Regions from separate parts of the Mus musculus genome. Here regions 1 and 2 are each linked to region 3. Evidence: chromatin contacts called from public Hi-C and HiChIP or PLAC-seq data. All regions are on one chromosome and are shown on one strand. The core of a region is the stretch at or near the end of the contact, and the rest is flanking DNA. Distances in the headings are between cores, read along the strand shown. Region 1 holds the start of Apmap (adipocyte plasma membrane associated protein). Region 2 holds the start of Ninl (ninein-like). Region 3 overlaps Pygb (brain glycogen phosphorylase).

Region 1 (4,920 bases), core at 489-2,988, 200 kb after region 3:
GCTGCAGGGCTGGAGGGTGATGTGGGACAAGAGAGCACTAAGACCACATACAACAAGCAGAATGGACTTTACCGTGACTTGCAAACAGAAAACCCCTAAGTCATATTGCATAACACAAATGATCGAAGCTCAGCCTATTCTAACCCCAGCTTATTCAGACTCATGTGCTTCAAGATAAGGCCATGAGTGTATCTCCCAGCAATTCCCTGTGGACTTATTTGTTTTAGAGATATGGCCACTGGCTCTTCCAGACACTTTCCTAGTTTACAAACTCTAACCGATCCGTTCCAAGACCATTTCTAACTTTAGCCCTGAATTTCATGAACAGTCTTCCATAACTGAGGAGCTCACAGGTCGTCTGGTGAATTCCTTTTATGTAGGAAGTTCAGTGTATTCAACTCTTTTTTATTCTTCGTGTGTGTGTTCCGGGTTGTTTTGGCCCATGTGTTTCACACTGGGCATAGGATACGCATAATCCATGTAACAGGCACTGGATGTAACTGGCTACTTGTGACAGCTCAGGAATGTTCACAGAGCCTCCCACAGACGGGGATACTCTGGAGAGTTAATGAGAGATTTTCAGCAATGACTCTTGAGATGGATTCTGGATGATAAAAGTGGTTTAGGTGGAGGTAGAAAAAAAAACGTATCACAAGGAAACAAGGAGTAACATGACAAAGTCAGAGACATGCAATCAGAAGGGGAAGCCATTCAGGTCTCCAGGTAGGCGCCAGACCCACACAGCAGTTGTTACAATTACCCACGATATTATCTTTATAATGTCTGTCTTCAATGATGGAATCAAGTACCATGTTGCCAAGCCTTGGATTATATATAACCTGAGATCCCTACAGAACTGTGTTAAGAAATCTCCACTTCCCTCAAGCGAGAGGAAAAAGAACATTGAGGTGGCATTCTATCGCCATCTAGTGCCGAAAAGATAATGGCATGTTTGCTTCTGTAAAATCCCAAGTGAGGTACAAAATCCAGCACCTATATCCTAGAGATCCTTCCCAATGCCCTACTTGGTTATTGCTGCCTGAAATTCTCCTGTCCGCCCTTTCTCTTCCAATCCTACCCCCACATTCCTTCACCGGCTAAATGCTTCCACTAGACCAAGTTTCTCTCTTTAAAATCACCACTGTATTAAAATTTACATGTATTGAAGTCATGGCTCTCATTAGTTCCAGAAAGGAGGGATTTGCCTGCAGTCTGCTCACTTCACCTCCTGGAGTATGTCCGACTCGCTGTAATACCGTGGAAGCACTACCTGGTGGTTGCTTCATGATTCCTAAAGTTTTGCTATTAGCAGTCTTTTCTACTTGGGCCTGTCTTTAGGTAACTCCCTTTAGAAAATTTATCAAATGTCTATTGTATAACCACTTGACGATCTAGCAGTCAAAATCTGATCTTAACCAAAAGGACACATTTTGAACTTTAGCGGAATCTTTTCAGAAAAGATAACAGTTCAGGCGGGGATTACTGCATTGAACACATTTCGTTAAGAATCAGTGGCATCTTCTCTTTGCAAGCTTGTTACTGCAGACTTCACCGCCCAGCACTCGGACTTGAGGAAGACCCGCTACAGCCTCACTATCCAGACTCGGCTCACTGAGGGAGGGACCCCCTCACCATTTGCCTGCAGCTGTAGGCTGGGGCCAGGGGGTGGAGCCTTACTGCTGTGCCAATCTCCAAAAGGGGGCGGGGCCTGCATTGCAGCTCCGGCGCTAAGTTTACGTCATTTCCTCGCGCCAGGGAGTAGTTCTGAAACCCGCGTTGCTGAGTGTCAAGGCGCTGTTGGAGGTGTCAGTGGAGAGGCGGCAGAATGAGCGAAGCGGACGGGCTGCGGCAGCGTCGGCCCCTGCGGCCGCAGGTCGTCACGGACGATGGCCAGGTCCCGGAGGTCAAGGAGGGCAGGTAGGCAGGACCTGGGCTGGGATCATCCCACGGGAGAGAACCCTCCTCATTATCCCGGCTTGGACCCAGGAGCCGGGTTCGGGCTGACAGGACAATCTGCGGGGCGAGGCCTTGCGTGGACCTGGTTGTCCTCCCTCACGCTGCTGTGGACCTTTTCTGTCCCTTCTTGCCACCCAGCCGCTGGAGCCAACGCCTTTTGCCTTTCTTTAGTTGCACGCATCTTCCCGACTTGTCCTTGTTGGAACCTCTGATACTCCTGGGACAGCCACCTGACCACTGCCGTCAGCCGATTCTTTCGCGTTCCTTGTTATTCACTTTCCTTAAAGAGAAGTCAGAAAAGATGCTGGGTTTCCTTTCTGCGAAGGTCCTCCTCCTGCATCTATTGACGCCGCGCAGTCTGTACTCCTCAGCGTGGAGTAGAGAACCGACTGACATTGTTGGCAGTGTTTCTGAGAATTCGGCCTTGCAGGTTTTTGTAATAGGGACAGTAGTTACTGACAGTAAATCCTTAAAAAGAAAAATTTTTTTTGGGCCCCAGTCTTTCTGACTTTCAAAATGCACTATTAGCCCACATATGAAGCATGCTCCTTAAACCGTACTAGAAGACATTTAAAATTGACTTTTCAACTTGGTGACCAGAATTTTGTACTTTGAATATCTAGATCAGCCTCAAAGTTGTGGAATTAACTTATATGATAGAAATATTAGAAATATTTCTTTGGTCACCAGCAATGTGATGAAGGGATGTGGTGCATACTAGATGAGAGACAGTTTTTGCTTCTGATGATCGGTTTGACTAATGGTAATAAGATAAACATACAAACATGTTTTGGCTTTGGAAAGAGGAGTTTGTAAAAGAACAGGAAGGTACTAACTAGTATGGATCTTGATTAGGGAGACCAGCCATCCTAGGTAGCCTTGAGATCTCATTAACTAGGACTCACCTTGCTAAATGTGGGTAGATTATGACAAATTGCTCACCCTGCTTGTTGTGGGTATTGCTAATTAATTGCTAATGGTTGGTGAGTCTTTTAATGGATAAGCAAGGAGTGGCCAAACCTAACTGCAGGAACTAGGAGAACTAGGAAAGGGTGGAGCTGTGGAGAGCCCTATCTGGGCACTTGGAGAAGAAAAGTGTTTTGAAGCCTGGGTACCCGGGGACTCTTGATAGATTGGCCTGATATTTAGAACAGCTTCTGTGATACTTGTGACCCACAGGCAAAGGGGCATATTTATCTTTTTTTTTTAAGGTTCTCTGTTGGATTTCTTCCTTAATGACTACAAATTAGACACCAAACTGTCTCTTTCCATCTGATCTTTTCCAATGTCTTACATTTGTGCTTACACTGTTTTGACTTTGCCATTTGTAAACATATTTGCTGTTTGTCAACATGTTTGTTATTTTATCTTTAGTGATCTGTAATGGTTGGGTTTTTTTGTTTGTTTGTTTGTTTGTTTTTTGTTTTTTGAGACAGGGTTTCCCTGTATAGCCCTGGCTGTCCTGGAACTCACTTTGTAGACCAGGCTGGCCTCGAACTCAGAAATTCGCCTGCCTCTGCCTCCCAAGTGCTGGGACTAAAGGCATGCACCACCACCGCCCGGTGAAATGGCTGCTTTTAAAGTGAGTTATAGCCACCTTTCTATACTTACAGTGATAACATTCCTGTTTGTCGTTTTCAGCAGTTCTCCTGTATTTTTTTTCTTGTAGTCATCTCTAATAGTTTGTCCAACTATCTTCTTGACTACTGTGAGGGTAGAGGATTGAATATGAATCAGGAAAGTTTTGTGAAGAAATCTGAAAGTTGGGAGTTCAGAGGTTGGACATTTACCTAATACATCCAAGGTCCTGGACTTGATTTTCAGTGTAGAAAATTAAAGAAAAAGAAAGCATGGAATCTGAAAAAAGTATAAACAAACAATGTTAGAATAAATTTTAGACTTGCTAAAACTTGCAAACCTAACACAAAATCTTAAACTGACTTAAAACATTACTAGATTTCTCTCTCTCTTTCTCTCTCTCTCCCTCCCTCCCTTCCTTCCTAAATATTGTTGCACAGTAGAGTGTGAATTTTGTAGATGATAACAGGAGGTTGCAGTATCAAAAATCTTAGACACACCTCAGAATGGATTGATTATCAGAATAAAAGAAGAAAAACAGATTTTAATAGAGGAAGGAACATTTTGCAATACTTTGGAAAGTTTCCTGACTTGCAGGAACAGCAACATTCACGTTGACAGGGTTATTGAGGTCTCTGAGAGTGAATGACGTTACAGACTTGGAGGATGAGGTGAGAGTGAGTGAAGGACAGACCTGGCTGCTGGACTGTCATTCAGAAGCATCTTTCAGAATTGTGCTGTGAGAGTGAGTCTTGGGGTTAAAGCTTCAGAGTGAGCTACACAGCAGATTTGATTGTTGAATCCTTGTAGTCAGTGTGGAGCACAGACGAGTGGGGCATTTTAACATGCCACCGCCTGTTAGAGTCACTGTTTGACAGGGGTTTCTCAAATACTTCAGGAACTTTATTGAAAGAGCAATCCTTACACTGTGAGACTGTCTTTTGAAACACCCTTCTGTTTAGAAAGTTTGCTTTAGTTTTTAAGTATATGTAAGTGTTCAGGAGTGAAAGATGCACTGAGATTTAACAACAGTGTTTAGTGAGTTTCTGGAGGTCTAAGTTCAATTTTCAAATTTTCCAATCTAAGATGGAGATAAGAGAGTTAGGATTATAGTGTTTACATCTCAGCACTGTCTACGTGTGTCTTCAAATGGGTCTTTTTGTTTTTGTTTTTGTGTTGTTTTTCGACACAGGGTTTCTCTGTGTAGTCCTGGCTGTCCTGGAACTCACTTTATAGACCAGTCTGGCCCCCGAACTCAGAAATCCACTTGTCTCTGCCTCTCAAATGCTGGGATTAAAGGCGTACGCCACCACCACTTGCTTTTCTGTAACTGCTCAATTAAGACACTAAATTTTTACTCTTTTTAGAGAAAAATGATTCTAAGAG
Region 2 (4,307 bases), core at 460-2,959, 200 kb before region 3:
AATCTTCTGGAGCCTGGGAGCCAGTTTAGCTGATAAAAGCACTTGCTGTACAAGGGTACACTCCATGAAGTGCATGCACTCCTCCACCACCACCCCTGTGTCACTAACGAAATTAGTGCGTTAGTGTGTAACCTTTAAAAGTCAAACAAATGAAACGTTCACAAAAAGAAGACCCACCAGAATGTGATGCTGTTGGGAGGTGTGGACTGGAATCTATAATCAGGTCTTCTAGTCATTGAGGAGGTGTCCCTAAAGGGAATCTGGCAGCCCCTGTCTCTCTCTCTGTCTCTGACTCTCATTCCAGCTCTGATGTGGTGACTTGCCACAAGCTCAGAAGCAACAAAGATAAATTGACCCTGGGTTGAAATCTCTAAAACTCCAAGTCCATAGAAACCCTATTCCCCCTTCTTTATTCTTACCTCAGCTATTTGCTATAGGTCGGGGGGGGGGGGGGGATGGAGTAACATGCCCCGCCCCGCTCCTCTCTGGCTAGGAGCCACTGCTGTGATGGCTAATTTGGGTTGCTGGTTTGGCTGGATCAATTAGTTCATGTCCCTGCAAAAAGTGTCTTTCACATCTCCATTTCACAGATGAACAAAGTGAAGATCTCCCAGATTGTGTAACTGGGTGGCACAAAGTCCAACATCCAGTGAATGGCCCTGTGAATCTCATCATCTAACTCTAAGTTCATTCTCTAACAGTACATGGAAAACCCAGAGTATAAGGAGATTTAGAGAATATATAGTCTTTAAAAATATTTCTAAAACTTATTGTGTGAATGTGTGTGTGCATGATGCTTATATGTCTGTGTTCAGAACGGCATGTGTCTCAGTGTGTGTGTGTGTGTGTGTGTGTGTGTGTGTGTGTGTGTGTGTAGTCAGAGGAAAGCTCTGTGGAGTTGATTTTTCTAAGGTTTTTTTTTTTTAATTATATGTATGGGTGCTTTGCCTCTATGTATATCTATGCAACACATGCACTCTTGGTGTCTGAGGAGAAGTCAACACTGGATCCCTTGGAACTAGAGTTACAGATAATTGTGAGCTGCCCTGTGGGTGCTCAGAATTGAACATGGGTCCTCAGGAAGAACAGCCAGTGTTCTTCACTGCTGAGCCATTTCTCCAGCACCTCCTATCACCTTTACATGTGTTCTGGGATTGAATTTAGGTCATCAGGCTAGCAAGGCAAGTGCTTTTACAAACTGAGCCATCTCCCTGGTCCTGATAAAATACACTCTGCACAGTGGCGACTATGGCATACCACACTTTGGGAACCTCAGGTTATAATCTAGAGGGAAGCAGGGCCCTGGTTATATGCCCCACAGCTACACCTCTGCCACAGGGTGTAGGCATGTCATGTCCATCACTGGTTGGGGCAAGTTATGACACATGAAAAGGGATACAGCCCAAGTATATGGTTCATCAGAGTACAGTATGGGCTTTTTACTGGTTCCTGGCTGCCTACCACTCTGTGGAATTCTTCCACTTGAAAGTACTTGAGTCTCTTATTTTTTAGTTTAGTTGTTGTTAGTTTTTTGTTTGTTTGTTTGTTTTTAACACCCTGTCTCCCAGAGCCTTGAAGTCATCCTGCATCCTCCTCTTCCATACCAGCTAGGCCCCTGGCCCAGCTCCGCCTGCCTCCTCGCCCCGCCCGTCCAAGCCCCGCCCCCAAGGAGCCCCGCCCCTTCCCTGGGGAGGCCCCGCGAGAACGAGGGGGCGGCGCCCAGAGGCCTTGGGAGCCCAGGGGAGCGCGGCCGGCAGACACAAAGAGCGGCCGAGGGACGCGCGCTGGGGTGTCCTACCCGGCTCGCTTTGCACCGGGCTGCCGGAGCCCGCATCCTGAACTCAGCGTTCAGAGAGCCGAGCCTCCCACTCCCCAGGTGAGTAGGGCGTGGGAGAGGGCTGAGGGGAGGGGAGCCGAGCCGAGCGGAGCCGAGGGGGGCCGAGCTGGGCCGAGGAGGGCCGAGCCGGGCCGAAGGGATCCGCATCCTCGTGCAGCGGCCGGTACACAGCGGAGCCGATGCTTGCGATGCAGGCGCGCGCTCAGAAAGCCACACCAGAGTCTCACTGCTCTGCGGCGCACTCGGACCGGGAACGGTGGTCCGCACCGAACTCAGCGTGCTAGTGGGGTGCAGCTGCCGCCCCAAATTTTGACGTACTCAGAGAGCGGGATGCCTGGGCCCGCCGTGCTTCCCGCCTTCGTCCTCTTTTGACGAGGGGAACCGGATCGGGAGGCGACCCCAGCCTGTGTCTGAGCCCCCTTCTCAGTGCCCCTGGGAAAGCCAGGGACCATGCTTGATTGAGAGCACCTATTGGCGTTGTTGCCGCGCGTCGGTCCCTCCTGTGACTGGTGAAGTCGTCCTTGCGATCTCTGGTTGTATTATCAGTTTGCACTTAGTTGTTGAAAACTGGGACACCTCTCTCTGGGGCGGAGAAGCCTGTTGCTTCTGTGTCAAGGTCGTCCCTGCCTGCGCACCATTCTGCTACTTTGTTGTGCACTTGCGAGGCTGGTCCATCGGTAATTGAGAAGCAGTGACCTGGTGTTTGGGCTCTAGCTGTCTCAGGCAACAAATTGCACGATGGGAGACCAACTTAAAGTTTCTTAAATACCTAAATTGTCAGGCGCTCTCTGTAGCTCGTTATATGGGGGTGGAAGAAAAGAGTGATGCCTTCTCTCTCCTCTACAACATTTAGCCGACTTTTAGAACCAGGAAGGAGGTCCAGAAATGGCCCTTGCAGAAGTTCACTTGATGCGCAAGGCAGGTAGCAGAGAGGGACCGTGAAGATGGTGTTTGCCTGAGATTTCCAGGTTCTTGACTATGGATTTACTGCTTTTAAAGCAGGGGTGTGTGGGAGAAAAGAAAAAGAGGGAAGAAGGTTGGTCAGTTTATGAACTACTGTGTGCAAGAACAGGCGCGAATGAGAAGGAACGTGCCTGTGGAGTTAGGGCAGTTAGGGCAGCAGCCAGCTTGCCTCTACTGTTCATTTTATGTTATCTGTTAGTGGCTTAGACGACTACAGATCAAACTAGTCTGTAGTCAGTTGCCAGACACTAATGTTTTGATGGAAGACAAACCACATATGTGAAGGTGGTCCTAATAGGAACTGAAAAATTCCCATTAGGGGTGTCATCCCTGTAACCTTGTAATGAATCTCTGATGTCAACAGTCTAATCTAGCTTTATAAGAGTTATTGCATCCCGTTAGGTGTAGTGCATGGTATTTACTCTTGGGGTTTCTGAGAATGGAGCCCATGGTCTCAGATATGCCAGCCTCCTGCTGAAGCACATCCCCAGCCCAGTAACAATAAGAAGGAGAAGCGTCTCTTACTTGTTTATGTAGAAGACTATGCTTCGGCCAGGGTCTTAGTGTTGCTATTTAGATTGCTTGCTGTAAGGCAATATGCTCTGCTATGCCAGCAGCAACCTCACGCATCTCACGTATATGGAGCTTGTTAACTGTGTTGCGAGGCCACTCAGGTGATAAACTCTTTCTAGGTTAGTATATGCGCACATGGTGATATGAGTGCAGTAACGGAATTGCTGAATGACACTTCATAGTGTGTATCCCCATCATTAGCAACACCCGTCTTCATAAGGTAAAGAAAAGTAGGAACTCTGTTACATAAAATGGAGATTCGGTAAGAATCGGAGGATACTGCGTCTTTTTTTCAGTGTGAGAAAGTAGTAAGCTTTCTCCAAAAACTGGAACTTCAGATAAGATGTAACAATACTGACTTAGAAAAAAAGAACACTCTATAAAGAAAAAGTTAGGATTTACCTTTTAAAAACTAATATAAGCTAATAGAAAATGGGCTTTTCTTGAACTCATTTTATGTTGCGATTTGAAGACATGCTAGGTCCATGCTAGGACATAATGGGCTGTGGTCATTTGCTGACAGCTAGGTATAAATTTCTTAGAATTTGCATCTTTAGGAATGGCAGCAGAATTCTCATGGTAAACTTTGGGGTTTGGATGTTATTTGATGGGTGGTCCTCTCTAAATTTTCAAGATAATCCATGTGACATTTGTGCCTCCTTCCTAAAGTGGATACCTGCCCTTGAGTAATGTCATGGCTAGGCAGCTGTTAGCTACCTCTCCTTTGCCTGGCTGAGTAACGATCCGAAAGCAGGATATAAAATTTGGGGCAGTGTGCTGGCCTCACACCTGAACTGGAAGATTCCTGGCCTGGAAGAGTTTCCTTTTGTATGCTTTGCTTTCTTACTTTTCTGCTTATCAGTAATTGAGTGTCCGTGACTCTGGGTTTGGGTTTAACTCAGTCCTTGGCTTCAATAATGAATTAGAAATTCAG
Region 3 (4,838 bases), core at 1,148-3,647:
CAGAAAAAGACACTTAAATAAAAAGACACTAAAAACCACCCAAATGAAGGACTGATAGCCTTGCACCATGAGTAAATCTTAACACACACACACACACACACACACACACACACACACACACACAATGAATGACTACATTTATAGAAAATGTCCAGAACAATCCCAGGACAGAGACAGCAGAAGACAGAAGGTTAACAACTGTCAAACACTAATCACGATGGAAAAGGGGACAGTGCTCTGGAGATAGTCAGGGTGTTTCCCAACTGTGAACCCGCCAAGAATGACGTCACACCTCCACAGGGCTGCTATTAAGGTGGAAGCGGGGTTGGGGAGGCAGCCACAGTTAAACACTTGAAGAGCAAGCACGGGGACTGGAGTTCAGATCCCCAGAATCCACAAAAAGCATGGATGGCCAGGATAGATTACTTGTATGCACACACACAAATGAATTTGTACCTACACAATGTCAAAAACCATAAATACACATATTCATAGTGCGTCCACATGTGCGCACACACACACACCCCACAGTAGAAAATGGGGAAAATGGAGCTCACAATCCCACGGTGCAGAGTTAGGCATGGTGGAACATTCCTGTAATTATTGTACTTGGAAGTAGAGACAGGAAAATGAGAAATTCAAAGTGAGCTCAGATTCTAGCGAGTTAGAGGCCAGCTTGAGCTATATGAGGCCTTGTCTGAAAAAAAAAGCAAGCCCTAAAGTCTCCGGGGACTGTCCTGGGAGGTATCCCACGGGAAGGCAGAGAACACATCTCTCTAGAGGATGCTGCCGTCTAGACAAGCCATACTCAAATCAGCCATTTCCCCAGACCCTGATCAGTGACTATGCAATACCCACTCCCACCAGCGATCTCAATGTCTGAGTGACACAGGTGGGTTTTCCTCAGAACTAAACAAACAGTCCCAACATGTTACTCTGAAGGGTTTGTTTGTTTGTTTGTTTGTTTGTTTTACTTTATTTTTCTTTGAGAGTCTCATATAGCTCAGGCTGACCTCGAACTCAATCTGTAGCTGAGGGTGACCTTGAACTCTTGATCTTTCTGTCTCCTCCTTTCAGGTTTTGGAATTTCAAGAGTCAGCCACCATTTCCACCTGATAAAGTGCAAGGGATTGCGCCTTGTGCGTGGCAGGCAAGTGCTCGACCAATGAGCTGCAACCTCCCTGATGGAATTGTTTTTTTAAATGGTTCTTTCACAGAAATAAGGAATCTCTATCTAGGGTGTGCAGGAAAGTGACACAGATCCAGTCGCTATCCATCTATCTCTTTAGTCCCAACAGGACGCCTCCGTACATGGTGATCAATCCTGCCTTTTGATACTATGGCAGCAGTCCCTGGTCTATCACTGAAACTTTTCAGTACCACGGCTGGTGTGTCCTATGGAATAATCCCAAAGACAGCTACAGAAGCAGCACCTTCCCAAACACAGGCAGCAGCAGGGCCACTCTTAGGCCAGGATCCTCAGTCCTCCCAGCAGAGAGCTCTGCAGCCCGCAGCCCGCAGCCCTGCACAGCCATGCCTGCACTTGTTGCTATAATCGCTGCCTCAGTGGTGCTGAAGGCAGAGGGTGGGCACTAAAGGGATAACAATTGCTTTTGTCCTAGTCTAGTCAAGGCTATTGTTTTGGGACAGGGTCTTCCTATGTAGACCTAGCTGGCTTAGGACTCAAAAAGTAAACCAGACTATCCTCAAAACCTGTGGCAATCCCCCTGCCTCTGGCCTCTTGGGAGGGCCAGAGTTACAGGCATGAGTCACCATACCCACCTTTGCTTTTCTAGTTATCCAATTGTCCCAGAGGATGAACCCCAACAGCAATATCCTTACCCCATGTACAATCCACCCCTGGACACCAGCACATGGTTTGTGGTGCCCTGCCTACCACTGTTGGTGGCCCCCTCTGGGGTCTCCAGAAGCTCAAATGAACCCGTGTATCTCCCCACATGATTTCCCTGTCACTACGTAGAAGCTATTTGCCAAGGACCCACACAGGACCAGCCTCTCCAGAGCTGACTGCTTCCTGCTGCCCTGTGCTGAGAACTAGCCAGCTCTCTCCATGAGTACAGAGCACACTCAGATGAGTTCACTCCAAGAGTTCACTCCCTTCCAAGTATGAACGAGGACTGGAAAACAACGGTCAAACCTAAAGTCACCCACCTGCCAGCCATTGACAATCTTTTGGTTGAAAATCCCAAATTCATATCGGATTCCATAGCCGTATGCAGCCAGACCCAGGGTGGCCATTGAATCAAGGAAGCAGGCTGAAAAAAAAATCAAATGACAAATCGCAACCCATTAACAGACTTGACTGGTAGACAGCAAGGTTCCACTGGGATTTGGCCAGGGAGTTGGCAGGGAGGGAGCCAGGGATAACCATAGCAACCTCGAGTTTCACAAAAGGGCACACTGGAGTCCTCCTTACCCAAGAGCAGGGTAAGAGTGAGGACTCCCAGAGATCATGGTCAAGTCCTTTCTTTGCCAACTTGCTCTGAAATGTGCACCCTCCATCTACAGCTCTGACAGCAGGGACTCATCTGAGCCTCTATTCGTGGGAATAAGCCACAGAAACCAGGCCAATGGCGTGCACTTCATGGCTCTGAATACTAAACACCCACACTCCACAGCCCCACTACGGTCTGCAACATTAGCGGGAGCAGCATGTCAGCAAATGGAGCTCTTGTTTTGTTCCGATCGAAACCTCTTGAGGGAGGCTGGAGGGGTGCTTCAGGGTTCAGTGGTTGAGAGCACTGGCTGTTCTTACAGAGAACCCAGGTTGACTTCCCATCACCCACAAGATGGCTTACAACTGTCCTTAATTCCACTTCCAGGGAAGCTGATGCCCTCCCTCTTCTGACCTCTGCAGGCACCAGACATGCATGCAGTGCACATGTATACATGTGATGCTGATAGAACACCCATATTCACAAAATTATTTTTCTTGAAAAATCAGTTTTAGGCTGGAGAGATGGCTCAGTGGTTTAAGAACACTGTCTGCCCATCCAGAGGTCCTGAGTTCAATTCCCAAGAACCACATGGTGGCTCACAGCCATCTGTAATGTGGAATCTGATGCCCTCTTCTGGTGTGTGTGAAGACAGTGACAGTGTACTTAAATAAATAAATAAGTCTTAGAAAAATCAGTTTAAAAAAAAAAACTTCCTGAGAAAGAAAGAAAATTGCAAGTGTTTTGAATAAAAATGCAGAAAGAAGCTGTGTTAAAATTTCTGACTTGGGCTGGGAATGATGGTTACACGCCTTTAATCCCAGGGGCACAGAAAGGTGGATCTTGGTGGATTTGAGGCCAGCCTAGTCTACATAGTGAGTTCCAGGCTAGCCAGCACCACACAGTAAGATCTTTTCTCAAAGTGGACAACCGGAAAAAAGGAAGGAGAAAGAAACCAGGGGCATAGTACGGAGGGTGCCACGGGGAACACTAGCAGGTAAAATACATGTCTGAGTCACCAAATGCAAACACCAGCAAGGGAGAGGAATGAGAGGCCTGGACGCCTGTGCTGGACTCGTTCTTCTGGGAAAGATACCGACCAATCAAGCCATCCTGAACCCACACCAGGCCAGAGAAGAGGCTGGCAGGGAGGAGGGCATCTGGGTCCAGGCCATGCAGGGCAGGTGACAAGGAAAGGTACCTGGCATCAAGGAACATGAAAACACCGTGGCGGGCACCAAGTCAGAGGCGGGCCACCCCGAGATCAGCGGTGGGCTCACCAGGCTGTTGCAAAGCTTATTAAAGAACACTCAGGAAGGAACACAGGCTCCGAGTCAACAGAGTAAGCACAAGGCAGGATAGTGACGGCCACATGTCATGGAGGGTTGGGCGAAGAGTAGCTGAAGAGTGAGTCCAAGACACCAAGCCTGGCCAGACCCGAAGCAGGGTGAGGTAGGCAGGACAAGTCATTTCTTTTTTCTTTGATTTTTCAAGTCAGGGTTTCTCAGTGTAACCAGCCCTGGCTGTCCCGGACTCCCTTTTTACACCAGGCTGGCCTCAAACTCAGAGATTTCCCTCCCCCAGTGCTGAGACTTCACCACTAGGCCTGGCTGCCAAGTCATTTCTTTATGTAGATTCAAGTAAAGTTTTATCTGAAAGAAACATGATGCTGTAGAAATCTCAAAGAATTTAGTTAACACGTGAAAAAACACACGCGTACATTTTAAAGCATGTCTCAGTTTATAAAATAGCAACTTCCAGAAAGGATACTGAACACTCACTCTCCCTCACCCCACCACGAAGCCAGATTGCTATTTCAGCTTCTATGGATTTTTGTTTGTTTGTTTGTTTGTTTGTTTGTTTGTTTTTAACCTAGCTTGTACAGCCCCTAAAAGTCTGTAAAATATTCAAAGAAGTAAATGTCACTTGGGCATGCTCTCAAATGTGATAGCCACACAAAGCAACATGGCCCAATGTTTGGCCCTATTCTAACAAAAGCCATCAGCTTACTGGCTGGGAGCAATAGCCTCACTGGGCATGGGCACTACTACCAAAGCACTGGCTTTTGAATCCTAAGTGTTAGGGGGATGGGTGGGGGAGCCATGGGAACCTTCTTGGCACCACTGACCCAAAGCTGACAAACATGGCTGGAAGAAAATGTACATTTTCCTTTTTTTTTCTCTCTCTCTCTCTAATGATGACAAAGATTTTGACACAAACACGTTTGCCCACGTGTCTGAGGGAGGCCATATCTCTGAGAGAGATAGGTGGGTGTCAGAAGCACATGTGACACTGGCCTTTTCCTGTGATCTCCCACCAAGTCAACAGGATGCAGAGCAGCTTACCTGCCAGGCGCCCCAGGCCGCCATTCCCAAGACCAGC

Evidence for each region. A called contact is a pair of places that touch in the nucleus more often than the background predicts. HiChIP or PLAC-seq counts read pairs in DNA pulled down with a chosen protein or histone mark.
Region 1: an H3K4me3 HiChIP or PLAC-seq map of stem cell-derived neural progenitor cells shows a contact between it and region 3, with 28 read pairs. The contact joins the promoter of Apmap here to the enhancer-like site in region 3. A contact is called at or near these places in 14 of 39 promoter capture datasets (the 3T3-L1 cell line, the C10 cell line, the HPC-7 cell line and 9 more), 1 of 15 datasets of contacts at CTCF or cohesin (large pre-B cells), 33 of 484 Hi-C or Micro-C datasets (the AML12 cell line, B cells, the Ba/F3 cell line and 27 more), 10 of 115 datasets of contacts at active chromatin or transcription factors (astrocytes, a beta-TC-6 cell line, bone marrow-derived macrophages and 5 more) and 5 of 9 other capture datasets (adipose tissue, embryonic stem cells, liver and 2 more).
Region 2: a Hi-C map of neural progenitor cells shows a contact between it and region 3, with 4 times the contacts expected there. The contact joins the promoter of Ninl here to the enhancer-like site in region 3. A contact is called at or near these places in 1 of 39 promoter capture datasets (embryonic stem cells), 6 of 15 datasets of contacts at CTCF or cohesin (embryonic stem cells, large pre-B cells, liver and 2 more), 106 of 484 Hi-C or Micro-C datasets (the 63-12 cell line, the AML12 cell line, B cells and 56 more), 17 of 115 datasets of contacts at active chromatin or transcription factors (the HPC-7 cell line, Th17 cells, astrocytes and 7 more) and 4 of 9 other capture datasets (adipose tissue, embryonic stem cells, liver and 1 more).

The regions. Positions count from the first base shown.
Region 1 is chr2:150,605,385-150,610,304 of GRCm38.p6, reverse strand. It overlaps Apmap (adipocyte plasma membrane associated protein), which reads left to right and starts at 1,738. Exons shown (of 9, transcript NM_027977.3): 1 at 1,738-1,917. The coding sequence starts at 1,826.
Region 2 is chr2:151,006,800-151,011,106 of GRCm38.p6, reverse strand. It overlaps Ninl (ninein-like), which reads left to right and starts at 1,709. Exons shown (of 24, transcript NM_207204.2): 1 at 1,709-1,876.
Region 3 is chr2:150,806,235-150,811,072 of GRCm38.p6, reverse strand. Pygb (brain glycogen phosphorylase) reads right to left here. Exons shown (of 20, transcript NM_153781.1): 3 at 4,802-4,838; 4 at 2,173-2,276. Among named protein-coding and RNA genes, the nearest start is that of Pygb, 22 kb to the right of the region's middle. Within about 2 kb of position 2,397, at least 29 of the 459 cell types and tissues checked have an H3K27ac peak or open chromatin away from gene starts, as enhancers often do. A contact at or near this core is called in adipose tissue, astrocytes, neural progenitor cells and 3 more, where this site is marked.